Regions from separate parts of the Sus scrofa genome. Here region 1 is linked to region 2. The links are chromatin contacts, called in public Hi-C maps. All regions are on one chromosome and are shown on one strand. The core of a region is the stretch at or near the end of the contact, and the rest is flanking DNA. Distances in the headings are between cores, read along the strand shown. Region 1 has its middle 190 kb from the start of SS18. Region 2 has its middle 110 kb from the start of ZNF521.

Region 1 (7,335 bases), core at 3,847-6,346, 360 kb before region 2:
GGGGGGAGAGAGAGAGAGAGAGCGAGTGAGAGAGAGAGAGAGTGTGTGTGTGTGTGTGTGTGCGCGCGCGTGCGCTGGAGGGTAGATGTTAGAATTCTGGGCAGACTGTGAATTCATAACTTCTTAAGAACCATTGGAATTTCAAAGCCATACTATCTGAAACTCTACCATTGATCATTCCATTGGAGAAAGGCTATGAGACCCATTTTATAGGTGGAGAAAATAAGGGGAAAAAATTAGAAGCAGTTACTTAAGTTGTAGTGAAAATTGTTTTCAAACTTGGTATCCTAAGTTTGCTTTTCTGTATGACCTTTATTATGCATCAAAATGTTTTATTTACTTTAGTCATACTTCTGTAAATCTTTTGAGTCTATTATTGTCAAAAATACTTTAAAAGCTTCCTGTGAAATGCTTTGGTATATTTTCTTTACCAGAATTGCTCATTAGTAGCTCGGCACCAGATTAATGCTTCATACAGCTTGATTAGTTGATTAATTGCCAATTATTCATTCATTTCTGCTAGGCCTATGGAAGGATTGTGAAAAGAGATAGGTTATAAAGGTTAACTCTTACGTTGCATTTGATATTACTTCCCCTCCTGTTTGTTCAGCCCATTAGAGTTTATTTCTGAGAGTTCTGTAGAAAACAAACAAAATAGTAATACAGGGGGAAAAAAAAACCCAAACCCAAAAAACAAGCAAAGAAGGCAAAGGCTCAGGGAGATAAAGACAGCCTCACTAATGAGTCCCCAACTGATTAAAAGTAAATACATTTCTAGTCCTAGAAAAGTGTAAGTAACATGTATTGCCACAAACTGTTTAACTTCAGCAAAAATAAAGAATTGCCCTCAAATTTGTTATGGGAGGACAGCAATACTGGAGCTAATTATTTCCCAGGTGCCTCTAGTCTGAATTTAGAAATAAGCCACTACTGGCAACATGTCGAATGGGCCCAGTTTTGCGTCCAGCTTGATAGATAACTCATTGTTCTGATTATCTTTAAGGGGACACTGTATCACCGTTGAACATTAACTTTACCCAGTGGTGCTGATTAGGTTCTTGGGAGTTTCGCAGTATAACATGGGGTTAAATATTTGGGCTATAGAGTCAAGACCATCTATGTTTGAATCTTTGCCCTGCCTGTGTGACTTTGGGCAAAGTACTCTGCATAGGTTAGCTTGGGTTGTGGAACAGACTATCTCCAAATGTATCTCCACATTTGCTCATGATTTGGTGAGTTGACAGTTCACCTGGGTTCGGCTGCAACACCTTATCTGTGTTTCTTGTAATATTGGGTGGGTTCACTCACATGTCTGGGGCCTTTCTCCATAAAAATCTCTCTTCATCTAACAGACTTGCCTGAGTTTCCTGACACAGTAGCTGAAAGTTCCCAGCAGCAAGTGAGGGTAAGTTCCACGCAGCAAGCAACTTTCAAACCTCGACTTGTATCATACTCGCTCTTGTCACATTGACTAAAGCAAGTCAAGTGACCAAACCCCGATTTAAGGCTTAGCAACATAAACTCTAGTTCTTAACCAGACATGAATACAGGAAGCACATTTGGGACCAGAATAGCAACAGTCTGCTACAACTTCTTCAAGTGTCCAGATTCTCATGGGTGACATGTGGATATCATAGTACCTACTTGCAGGGTTCTTGTAAAAATGAAATGAAATAGTTCATGTCAAATGCTCAGCATAGGGTTAGCTGTAATTATATTACTACTAATTAAGAAAGGAAGAGAGAAGCAGAAATTAGAAGGAATAGAAGGGAGGAAAAGGACTGGGAATAAATCTTGGAGGCTGAGAAGAGAAGGGTGTGTGGAGAGTAGTTGATACCATGAGGGGTTGATACTTAGCTGAGTACTGGTTCCCTGTTAGCACTGGCCTTTGAGGTTCTTATTGGATTTTTAAGGATTTAGAAAATGTTACTTCCATATCAGAAAAATGTTCTTTCTTTGTTTTCCTTTTTTTTTTTTTTTTGTCTTCTGTCTTTTTAGGGCCCCACCCATGGCATATGGAGGTTCCCAGGCTAGGGGTTGAATCTGAGCTACAGCTACCAGCCTACACCACAGCCACAGCAATGCAGGATCTGAGCCACGTCTGCGACCTACACCACAGCTCACAGCAGTGCTGGATCCTTAACCCACTGAGCAAGGCCAGGGATCGAACCTGCAACCTCATGGTTCCTAGTTGGATTCATTTCTGCTACACCATGATGGGAACTCCAGAGAGAAACATTCTTTCTTTCTTTCTTTTTTTTTTTTTTTTGTCTTTTTGCCATTTCTAGGGCCGCTCCTGCGGCATATGGAGGTTCCCAGGCTAGGGGTCTAATCAAAGCTGTGGACGCCGGCCTACGCCAGAGCCACAGCAACGTGGGATCCGAGCCGCGTCTGCAACCTATACCACAGCTCACGGCAATGCTGGATCCTTAACCCACTGAGCAAGGCCAGGGATCGAACCCGCAACCTCATGGTTCCTAGTCGGATTCGTTAACCACTGAGCCACGACAGGAACTCCAAGAAACATTCTTTCTAATTTTAAATTTCTAGAGTTTTCTTTTAAAATTTTATTTATTTATTTATCTATTTATTTTCCTTTTAGGGGTGCACCTATGGCATATGAAGGTTTCTAGTCTAGGGGTTGAATCAGAGCTGCAGCTGCCAGCCTGCACCACAGCCATAGCCACTTCAGATCCAAGCCACATCTGCAGCCTAGGCTGAAGCTTGTGGCAATGCCGGATCCTTAACCCACTGAGGGAGGCCAGGGATTGAACCCACATCCTCATGGGGAACCCACATCCACTCATCCCAGAATTCTGAACAGTTTTGCATTTGTTTGTAAACTTGACAATTTTTAAAATTTCCTTTGTTATCTTTGAAGTATCAGTTGGTCTTCTCACTGTACCCTGAAAATTCCCTTGATGTGTGCACGCTATCCACCCATCTGTTTTTTTGAGAGATTAGAACTTCCTATTCCAAAATGCCTCATGGTTACATTTTTTGGAACAAGCATTTGTTCATGCAATGGTACAAGTTAAAACTCCACTTAGCTTTCTGGTCAGATCAAAGTGGAGTTCCATAAATTTAAAATTATCTTTATAGGTATGGAGTTGAAGAATTAGTAGTATAAATTTGAAGGTTAAATAAGCAACCACACACATTCCAGGCTAAATTAATTTAGCCTGGAAGTTTAAATTTATCCTTCCACCTCCTGCCAAATTTGTTAGAAAGTGCAAAAAAATCACAGCTGCAATTGAGAGATTTAGAACAGATTTTTATTTGGTGAACTTTCTAAGAGCACCAGAGCTTATGCCTTCATGCATCTGAAAAGCCAGATCATTCTCCATTTTTTGAAGTGCGGTCTGTGGGGTAGTTTGTGTGAAATCATCAGAGGGGCTTTTCATAGGTTAGGCTGCCTTTTTGGGGCCCTGCACCTGTCCTGAGATTCAGTCCTGGGGCTTTTCGTCACCAGGACACCATCCATGCTCTCCCGGCAGAGATCCCTCTGTTGTCACTCCTGAAGCCCCTGTTCCTCCTCAGTTCATGATTACATAGATGCCCCCTCTTGTTCTTCTACTTCAGTGTGGCCTAATTATGTATCTAGACCAGTGGTCTGAAAGTGCTTTCTGTAAAGGAACAGAGAGTAAATATTTTAGGCCTTGAGGGCTAATGTGTCTCTGTCACGTCTCCTCAACACTGCTGTTATAGCTGGCAAGTAGCCCTGGATGGTGTGCAGTGAGTGGGTGTGGCTGTGAGCCAGTAAGACTTCACTTACAAAAATGGGCATCTGGCCAGATTTGGTCAATCCCTGATCTAGACAGACTCTGGTCTGGAATCCTTTAGTCTTTTCCATATTCAAATCCAGGACAAGTTAAAAATAAACAAAAACAACAGCCCTGTTAAGCTCAGTTCCTCAGAGGGCATAGATTTATGCAAAATGAGGTCTGGATACATCTTGGCAACTCCAGGACCTTTGCAGAAGAAAGAGAGATGTTCAGAATAGGTTGTTCTGACCATCTAGCCAGGAACATGGAGGGAGGTAGCAGGTTCAGACCACAGTGGTTGAAATAACTATTTTCTAGATGGAACAGGATCGAAGGACAGTAAGGTTAAGTGACTTCCATAGGTCATCTGTTGAGTGGGTGGTTGGGTTAGGAGCTGACCATGAAGCAGTGGTGCTCTGACTCGAGTTGGTATTGGACTGACCCGGAGGCTCCTTAAAACACATTGCTGGGTCCTAATGATAGAGTTTTTGAATCAGCAAGTCTAGGCTGTGGCCAGAGATTCTTCATTTCAAGTGAGTTTGTGTGTGATGCTGATGCTGCTGGCCTGGTGACCACTCTCCAAAACCACTGCACTGGATAAGCCACTCTTATCACATCCAGGAGCAGCTGAGCATTGTCTCGTTTTACCAAGCTTTCGAGCAGCTTCTGTGTCTCACTCTGTTGAACAGATTTAAAGTACTACAGAATCTTTATTTTCCTTCTGGGTGGCAAGCTTTAGCACATCTCAGAGAGGCAGTCCACATTGGCATTATTAATCTTTGACATGAAGTTGTCTAAACGTGGCAAATACACCAATAGTTGGTATGCTAAACAGCTTATTTGTAATGAGGCTCTGACCCCAATGCTTCTTGCCAATGAGAACAATGATATCGGCACCAGGCCATTTTCTGGAGCAAGTTCTTTATCAGCTCCCCATGGCATCCCCACTCTCCGCTTCAGCCCCTTCTGTTTTCCTGATATGTCCAGTCACATTTTAATGGTTGAAATGGCTTTGAAGCTTTCCCCACGGAGCCAATTTTCACCCTCAGTGTAGGGCATCTCCTGTCCTTCAGCAAGAAGTCGTACTTCAGTGATAAGTTTTCACACGAGTCGAGAACTCAAATGTATTTTGACCTTTGTCCTGGTGGCAGTGGCTTAACGTCAGCCCCCGAAGTAGATTTGTCATGGAGCTTTTCTGATGAGACAAGCTCTCCAAACTAATCGAGGCTGATGGTAGATTTTGTCAGCGAGATGAGATGTTGCCCACAGCTAGTCAACCAGCTGGAATTTTTGGTGCTAATGGCAGGGATTCATTGAGAGATGTGTTTAGCAGAGTTACAGCTAATATGACTCCAGATCCTCCTGGGAAAATGGTGAGCTTATAAACCACAGAGCACTGATATTAAGGCAGCTCTTTTAACACTAGCCCCAAATTCATGACTAAGTCCTTAATGAATTCTTTGGGGCAAGGAGGACAAAAGCCAACCAACTAAAGAAATTAAAAACTTGAAAAACAAAACAAAACAAAAACAAACCCTTAAGAGTCCTTAAATATATTACACTTGTCTCCAGAATTTTGAACAATTCCTACATTAGTTTAAGTGCCTCTGTTGATTGTCATCCAAGAGAAATATCATACCTCTTGGCTTTGCCCCGGGCAAACTTTTCACTGAAGTCATTCGTTTTGCTTTTTGTTATGGTTACCTAACCTCAGTCAGAATGCAGCAGGCTACCAAAAGCGCCAGGCAGAGACTTCCAGTTCCTGACATTTCTCTGCTTTGCAAGAAGGATGGACTTCACTGACTTTTTATGAATGTGGTCTTTATTTTGGAGAAATAAGAAAGACTTGATTAGACTGGGAGGGGATGCAGATGTCAGCCTGGGAGAAGGACAGTGTGTCTCACAACACACACATGCCTGGGATCACTAACTTGGCTGGCCGCCTGGAAATACTTGCACCACCCATCCAATTCTCCCATTTTCTCGGAGGAAAGCCCTAGGACAGTGAGTCTCAACAACAGCTCCTGCTCCCAACTGGAAACTTTTCAAGTCTTCCAGTTCCAGGATCAAAATATTATATTGTTTTAAACTTTATAGGGTACACTATAATCATGTGGCTCTTTTAGTTGTTTTCAACGTTAATGAATTTGGTCCAGGAATCACTCTTGTGAGAGCTCATTTACCACAGGCAGCTTCATACTTAACTAGGAAGTCAGACCCGTGATTAGGGCTTATGAGAAAGTCAATTTCTTTGCTTTTTTGTTTCCATGGGCAAATCTTTCTAGAGCTCATCTTGGTTCATTCATTCATTCATTCATTCACATATCAAGTATGTATTATGTGTTTATAGGTGCTTGGCATGGTTCTGGGATGTCATCGATGAGAAAGGTAATCTTCTTAACTGGAGTTAGATGCTCAGACAAATAATTGTAAAGTGGAATACACACACAGTAGATATTTATATTACTTATGGGAGCATCAGAGAGGGGAAATATTGTCTGAAGAGGTCAAGAAGGTGACATTTGATCTGAGCTTGGAAGATGAAAATGTATTGACTAAAAAGAAAAGCAAAGAGCTATTCTAAGCAATGGGAGGGCATATACATGGCTGAGACAATTTGTACTGACGAATTGTCTCTGTGCTCCCCTGTATTTTTCAGATTGCTTGCAGTTGGATTGAGGTCATGTGACTGAATCTTAGTGAATGGGATCGCGAACAGAAAGGATGCCTTACTTACTATCCTAGGCACCTTCCATTTCTCTTTTCTCCTGCTGTCCCACATTTGGTAGTAATATTTTGAAAAGGATGAGTCACGAGGTGGAGGGAACCTGGATCTCTAAGTTACTGGATGGAGGAATGCCCCCTCAGACCTATATCATACTTCATCGGAGAAAGGGGTAGATTTTTACTGTATTAAGCCTGTCTGTTGGGGTAGTTGGCATTTGATGCTCTGACTAATGTAGTATGTGAAAATATTTGAAGAGTAATAGAGTATGACGTATTTAGAGACTATTTGACACTTCAGCAGAACTGCAGGCTAGCATATGGAAGAAAGACTTTTACCAGTAGGTTGGAATCTAGACAGGGATTGTTTTCCTGATGAAGAAATTTTTTTTGTTTTTGTCTTTTTAGGGCCACACTAGTGGCATATGGAGGTTCCCAGGCTAGGGGTTGAATCTGAGCTACAGCTGCCAGCCTACACCAGAGCCACAGCAGTGCCAGATCCAAGCTGCATCTGTGACCTACACCACAGCTCACAGCAGTGCCGGATCCTTAACCCACTGAGCGAGGCCAGGGATCGAACCTGCAACCTCATGGTTCCTAGTCGGATTTGTTTCCCTGTGCCATGACGGGAACTCCGTATTTCATTCTTGAAATGACTATGAAACATGGGAAGTTTTTATGCAAGGTGGTCCTATAATCAGGATTGAATTTTGGTGGTAAAATGATGGTGGAGTTGCATAAGACAAATCAGAACATGCAAAAGCTAGTCAGAAATCAGAAGTTACCACAGCAGTCTGGGTAAGAGATAGTGAGTACTCAGGCTATGGAAATGTTCTTGCGTTTTTGC
Region 2 (7,579 bases), core at 1,254-3,753:
AACTCCCTGGTGCGCTTTGCGATAACAAACACTGGGTTACTGAGAAGAGCCTTCTAGAGAGGGAAGCCTGTATTTCCTTCCAGACAATATTTAATCTCATAGCAGCACTGACTAATAAAAGCAAAAGATCAATACAAAGCTGTATTGCTAGGATGAAAATTTACTAACACAGTCATTCATATCACAGGAACATCTGGTTAAAGCTTCAGGGCTCCCTTACTTTCTTAGTTATGATTTTATGAGTCTCTCCAGACTCCTTTTTAGGATTTTAGCAGGCATTTATAGCGGGCTGGACATTTTAATCTTTTTAATGTGGTTATCTGATCTCCGCTTGGCTTTCTCACACTGACTGGTCATCTTCTCCACTTCTCGCTTATTGCACTTGAATCAAGTTATGATAAGCTCACCCGGTAATAGCCCCCAGTTCTAAGCGGGTCTAACTTCATGTAAGTGGCCTCCTGAGCTGCTATTTATGGTCATTTCTGTGAGGCACTGTCTTTAAAACCTTGGCATTTAGTGCCTGCTTCCTCTCCCCATGACTTGGAATACATAAAGATGATTATAAATCATATAGCCAGGCCTGTGGATACTCTCTTTGCTAGAAGAGATTTCTGAGGCCTGAGGGGCAAGCCGAGGAGTTCTGGTTTATGGCCCTGAACCAGACGGACATGTGTGAGGTTGTCTGATGGACATGTGTGAGGTTGTCTGTATCAGTGAGAAACCAGCACAGTCCTCACACAGGGTCCTCCACACGGTGGCTGGGTGTGGAATTTGTGGTTGTATCTGCTTGCTTGCTGTACATGAATCAGTATTTGGTTTTTTCAGGAGATGCACTAATTTAAAAGTGGTAGGTAGATGAAATACTAAAATCCGCGAGGTAATTCAACTGAATGATCTAAAGTATAGAAAGTAAATGCGAGCATATAAGTGTAGTCTATTTTTTCTTTTAATGGCCGCATCCAGGGCATATGGAAGTTCCCAGGCCAGGGATTGAATCTGAGCCCCAGCTTTGACCTACACTGCAGCTTCAGCAACATCAGAACCTTTAACCCACTGTGCCCATGGCCTGGGATCAAACCTGCATCTCCTGCACAGTGACTGGAGCCACTGCAATTGGGTTCTTAACCCGCTGAGCCACAGCGGGAACTCCTGTAAGCATAGTCTTACATCTAATGTTTTACAAGCCTGTGCACCATGATATGGGAGGAAGAGGAGAATGATATTTATAGTACCTACTATGTGCAGGTCCTTAACATACATTGGCATATTTAATTTTACATCAGTCTGAGGTAGATATTATCTGAATTAGGATTTACTTATTGAACACCCACTATAAAGCAGCCATGGGGCCAAGTGCTTAATATATTTATTATTTCATCAGTTTCTCATAACAATTCAATGAAGTAAGTATTATTATTATTACCCTCATGTGGCAAGTGAGGAAGTTGAATCTGAGATTAGTGTTACATGCTTGTGCCAAACAGCCAGCAAGTGGCAGCATGAAGATTCTAACCTGGTGTCTCTAACGGGACTGCCTTTCCACACCATGAACAGCAGTACCTCGCTCAGTGACTAAAAAATATAGAGAGATACACATTATTGTCCTGAAAATCTTAGAAAATTCCTTTGCTATTTTTCAATAACACCGGGTCATCTACTTCTGTTGGAACAAAGGACCTCAGACTCATTTCAGGAGATACGAGTTACCACAGATCTTGAGATAAAAGAAACAACACGTCAATTCACTAAGTAACATGCTTTTCGGAGGAGGACATGGAAATACAGTTTTAACTTGATTGCTTTGCTTTCTCACCTGGGCAAAGGAAAGCAGTCACACGCCAGCCTTGGAACAGGCGTCGAACACCCCCCCCCCCACTCCACACTCATCCCGACACCACAGGTCAAATAAAATGGAGAGCACATGCACAGGAGATGGGGCATCTTCGTCACGCCTCCGTTCTTGGAACTGGCTGCCTCGTTCAGAAGATGAGCTAAGTAAAACCGAAGTAATTTTCAGAATGGAAACTTAAGCTGTTTAGCAGTGAGTCAAGCACCGTTTGTCTGGACCCCCTACACTTTCTTGGCGTCCGTCCTTAGCTCAGCTGTGCTTCGATCACATTGATTAGCTCAATTGTCCTAGACGGGAAGGCTGGATGGAGGGCAGGGCTTCCGGCAGCCCATCCCGCAGCATACCTGTTTCTCAGCTTTGTTCTGAGGACTATCTGGGTGAGAAAGACTCAGGGGCTGGTCACCTACAGCAATTTTCCCGGATAGGATGACAGAACAATTTGCTCTGACACAGAGGGTTTTGAGGACAAAGAGGGGACAGAAAGCAAAGGAGACGCCAGAGAACAGGCAGAGGCAAAAAAAGACAAGACAATTCAGTAAAAGAAGAAAATGTTAGAATGGGCTCCTTTGAGTTCTAAACCTCCCCCACGCCCCATCACCACCCAGGCAGTTGGGTGATGACACACTCCCCTCGGAACAGTGCCCAGTCTCCCCAACAGCTGTGCCCACAAGGCCATCAGATCCAGGTCCTGGCAGCTGGCAAGCCTGCTTCCAGCCAGCTCCAGCCTTGAGGCACCTTCGGTACCAAGGAGAGGCAGGCCCAAATAGAGTTTCTGAGTGCCAGAACTTGACCAGAGCTTCCAGAGTCTGACCCACAAGGACACACATATCACACAGGAGGATTTTCTTTTTCTCCAACAAACCTGTTGCCCTGTTCCTTTTGTGTTTGAAGGAGGAAAGAAGGAAAACCAGCGGCTGGATTCTCTCTGAGGTGCCTTCTTTCAACACTAGATATACTCCCGCTGCATTCCTTTTGTGAAGCCACACTAAGGAATTCCATCAACATTATTAAAAAGTCCATGTAGGACGTTCTTTGTCATTGTTATTTTTCCTGGGGTGGGATTGGGGGTCGCAGTGGGTAGAAAGAGCTAGATAGCCACCCCAAAGGGCTGTCCTGCTTTTAGCAATGGGGGCACTGGGGATAGACCTCAGTAATAATGAGGCAGTCATCCTGAAGTCCTAAGTGTCTTTCTTGTGACTTCTGTCATTGCAAGGGGGCTGGGGTACTCATCTCAGGTCATGCAGACTGGGCTCCAATTTAGCTGTAACATTTAACACTGAGAACATCTTTGGACACGTAAAGTAAGTTCTCAGCATAAATGGACCCACCTGTACAGTGGGAATCATAAAGCCAACTTTGCAGGACAACTAAATAAGAAAATGGGGTAGGTAAAGTTTGAAGCACCGGGTAAATGCTCCTTCTGTTGGGGGAGGTTTCCATAATTAATAAGAGTAACATGTTGCATGCATGATACTGATGCATATGCAGATTTCTCATCTTTTGCCTCTTAGAAGAAAGCACTCAATCTGGGATCTTTCCAAGTGTTGGATACAAAAAGCCCCCTGTTCTGAGAATTGTTGAAATGCTTCTTTTCCTTTCCCAGACTCTGTTTGCTCCACAGTGCCCTGTCAAAACATCTGGCCGCTTTTGTCCCATGGCTTTCCCTGCCCTATTAAAGCCATCACGTGGCACTTCCTGTTGACCTAAACTTTTTTTTATTATTCTTATTCTTCACCTTAACACTTGAAGATGATTAGAGCTGAAGGGGTGAAAACAAAAGTGAAAGTTGAACTTTTCTTTTCCAGCAGCTAGTTTGATTCCAACAGTGTTAAAAAAAAAAAAAAGTTTTTATCTAAGAATGAAGAAAGCATTTATTATTTTTAAAAAGTCCCTGCCCTGGCTCAAGATTAAGAATTCAATAAAAGGTTTGCATCTGGCAACATATTTTCAGTGGACTAATGAAGTCATTCCTTTATCTGGAATATTCTCCAGACCAGGTGCCCACACATTACACAAACTCTGGTTTGTCTTCTGTCAGGAATTCAGTGTCGTAGCGCAAAGTGTGCTGCTTCTTTCCCACAGCCAAGCCCAGTGATTCTTCCAAGATAAATTGCTGGAAGTAAAACTCTCAGTAAAGAGCAGGTCTGAATGGGGAACCTAAGAAAGTTCACCAGCTTTTTTTTTTTTTTTTTTTTGTCTGCTCTGCACTGACTATCCTTTGCTGTGGATTAGGCCACTGCTTATTACAAATTCAAATCCTATCTATATATTGTTCATGGTTCCTTTGTGTCATCAGGAAATTAAAGTTTGCAGCTGGCCCCTTCATCTTGGCTAATCATGCGGACATAAAGTCTTTAAAGGCCCTCGGAGTGGCCCCTGCGGGGGCCCCACTCAACACTTCTCTCCAGCAGGACATTGTTCTTCAGCTGTGTTTTCATCTTCTGCCCCCTTTGGTATTAAGCTCCTGCTGCTTTGAGCCCCGGCATCAGACTGTTATGCGTCATTTCATCATGGCCAGTCCAACACCCACAGGAAACCAGGTCCCCATGCTGAGCCCTGCAACTGGTTGGAACCATTTTAAGGGTAGCCAGGACCTCCTCTGGCTTCTGGGATGGCAGTTGCAACGGAAGCTCCACACGGGGAGCCAGGGTGGAGCAGAACGGGGTCCTTCACTTCACTAGCCTGGTGAGGGGTTTCAAGTCACACTCGCTTAGAGCCCAAAGATGGTAATTATTTGGATCTGGGAGGGGGAAGCCGAAGCCACAGTCGGGCAGCTGCCAATTTGCCAGCTCCTTGCAAATTGATCTGACGCGCTATGAAACCCTAAGTCTCCTCTCAGGGATCATTTAATATCCGGCAGAGTTTACACCTGGTTTCTGAGATTCCTTGAATTAATTGAATTCTCGTTAGAATACTTCCTGCCTTCTCCTTCCGCCCTTAACTGCGTATGACCCAAAGTTCACAGCCGAGTGACTGGTCTAACCAAATCAGTGTTCCCTGCTCTTTGATTGCATTTCCCACACCACTAAGAGCTCTCCCACCTCCCCGAGGGACCCCGGCTCTGCCATTCTTGCAGGGCAATAGAGAAGCCTTCCACTCCCTTCCTTTCTGGAAGTTGCCATTCATTGCATTTTTACAAGCATTTTATTATTTGTGTTGTCTTACATGTGCCCTCGTCTGAGGTCCTTTCCTTTCTTTTGTATATTCAGCAATGTGTTTTCTCTTTTCCAATGATCACATTTTCTTTTGACATCTCACTGGTTTTAGATACTCTGTTCTCTTTATTACTTTGGAAGTCATGGGTATATTCGTGTGGCACATCATCATAAACATTCATTGTCCTGGAGGCCAGAAATGCTAGAAAGATTATTCCACACATATGTGCTGTGCACATACTGTACCTTTGTAACCAAATCCACCATACATCCATTTTAAGATACAGTCTTGCCTTATGTGTACCATCTGGGACAGTTCAGTGATGTAAACCATTTTACATATCTCCCACAAAGTTGTAACTATTTTATTATGTTGAGGCTAATTTGTTCTTCTTAAAGAGATCTTATTTCATTTCTGATTTGCCTTGGGATTATATCCCATTTACACCAGACATAGTCTCATAGTGACATCACACTGGCTAGAAATTGGAAGGAAGAATGTTTATGGCAGGGAATACTACACCATATAATCATCAGATTTCTAAGGCACAAAGGTCCAGGAAAAGAAACACCAAAGATGGACAAGAAGATTTCTTTCTGACTTCGTAAAAAAATACTCATTTTCCAACATTCGAGTGTCACTTCTTTCTGCTTGTCACATAGGTCTCTCCAGCCTCATAAATCCTCTACCACTGTCTTCTAGAAGAGCACCTACACTGTTCTATGAACAAACTTATTTACACATCTGCATCCCCAGTCAAAAACAGTTTCCTGAGATCAGGTACTAGGTCTAACTCAGAATTACGTTTCTGTCACCTAGGAGAGCGGCTCTAGGATGAATGAATGAATGAGCACAAAATATCCTCTTGATTCCAAACTGAGAGATTATCCTTTCTAACATCAGGTGAGAGTCCAGGTAGAGGATTGTAATTGCAGGAGCCATTCTTTCTCTCCATCCACCCTTCACAATCATTCTCCTAGCTCAGGACACTCTTCCTAATCACATAGGATCCCATATAAACCCGTATTCTCTTCTCTTTATTTTCTAGTCTCAGCTTAAATGTTACTTCTTTAAGAAGATATTCTCTGATTCCCTGAAATAAATCTGGTCTGAGTGAAGCCAGCCTATGGGACAGGAGGGGCCAAGGGAGGGAGAGCGACCAAGGAGTCATGCTCAGTTCCTTCTTCCTTTCTCACCAGACAGTTCACTCCTCCACCCCTGGGTGGAGCCAGAGAGCACCTTTGAATCCCTTCTGCCAAAAGGGAATTACCTTCTCTTTTTGAAAATGCCTTCTCTCCTCCCCTTGCTCCAAGCAGTTGCTGATTTAAAATATAAATTCACTGGTAAGATATACAATGCGTTAAGGCTGAGAATGTGTTTTGTTTTTGTTTTTGTTTGTTTTTTTTGGTCTTTTTGTTGTTGTTGTTGTTTTAGGGCCACACCCTCTGCATATGGAAGTTCCCAGGCTAGGGATTGAATTGGAGCTGCAGCTGCTGGCCGACACCACAGCCATAACAATGCCAGATCTGCCAAATCTGAGCCACATCTGCAACCTACACCACAGCTCACGGTAACACTGGATCCTTAACCCACTGAGTGAGGCCATGTGTAGAACCTTCAACCTCATGGTCCCTAGTCAGATTCGTTTCCACTGTGCCACGATGGGAACTTCTTGTATCATATTTTAGATTTCACATGTAAGTGCTATTATATGGTATTTATCTTTCTCTTTCTCACTTCTCTTAGCTCGATAAGCTCTAAGTCCATCCATGTTGATGCAAATGGCATTGTTTCTTTTTTTATGGTTGAGTTCTAGTCTATTCTGTTATAAAATATATACCACATCTTCTTTATCCATTTATCTGTTGATGGACATTTAGGTTGCTTCCATGTCTTGGCTATTGTGAATAGTGCTGCAATGAACACTGGGATGCATGTTTCTTTTTGAAATACAGTTCTCTCAAGATATATACTCAGGAGTGCTGGATCATATGACAACTCTATTTTTAGTTTTTTGAGGAATTTCCATACTGTTTTTCATAGGGCCCATACCCTTGCATTCCCAAAAATAGTGTAGAAGTGTTACCTTTTCTTTATACCCTATCTAGCATTTCTTATTTGTAGACTTTTTAATAATGGCCATTTCAACCAGTGTGAGATGTTACCCATTATAGTTCCAATTACTAATTCTAATGTATTTTTATGTCTATTCTTATTGAGGATTTTTTCATTATTCTAACAAACATGTTTTAAACCCTCATTGAATGCAGGATCCCTATGCTGTGTGCCAGGAATAGGCTTATGCCTGACAGGTCTTTGCTCTTAAGAGGTAGATTACCTAGTGAAGAGGACAGACAAGAAAACAGGCAATTATAATAAAGTGCAATTTATTTGTTTTATTTTATTTTATTTTGTCTTTTGTAGGGCCGCATCTGCAGCATATGGAGGTTCCCAGGCTAGGGGTCTAATCAGAGCTCTAGCTGCTGGCCTACACCACAGCCACAGTGACAGCAATGCAGGATCCAAGCCACGTCTGCAACCTACGCTACAGCTCATGGCAATGCAGGATCCTTA

Evidence for each region. A called contact is a pair of places that touch in the nucleus more often than the background predicts.
Region 1: a Hi-C map of fetal skeletal muscle shows a contact between it and region 2, with 1.8 times the contacts expected there. The contact joins two enhancer-like sites. A contact is called at or near these places in 2 of 47 Hi-C or Micro-C datasets (fetal skeletal muscle and mesenteric adipose tissue) and 1 of 2 datasets of contacts at active chromatin or transcription factors (skeletal muscle).

What each region holds. Positions count from the first base shown.
Region 1 is chr6:110,597,167-110,604,501 of Sscrofa11.1, reverse strand. No RefSeq gene overlaps it. Among named protein-coding and RNA genes, the nearest start is that of SS18, 190 kb to the left of the region's middle. Within about 2 kb of position 5,096, at least 17 of the 83 cell types and tissues checked have an H3K27ac peak or open chromatin away from gene starts, as enhancers often do. A contact at or near this core is called in fetal skeletal muscle, where this site is marked.
Region 2 is chr6:110,229,780-110,237,358 of Sscrofa11.1, reverse strand. No RefSeq gene overlaps it. Among named protein-coding and RNA genes, the nearest start is that of ZNF521, 110 kb to the right of the region's middle. Within about 2 kb of position 2,503, at least 5 of the 83 cell types and tissues checked have an H3K27ac peak or open chromatin away from gene starts, as enhancers often do. A contact at or near this core is called in fetal skeletal muscle, where this site is marked.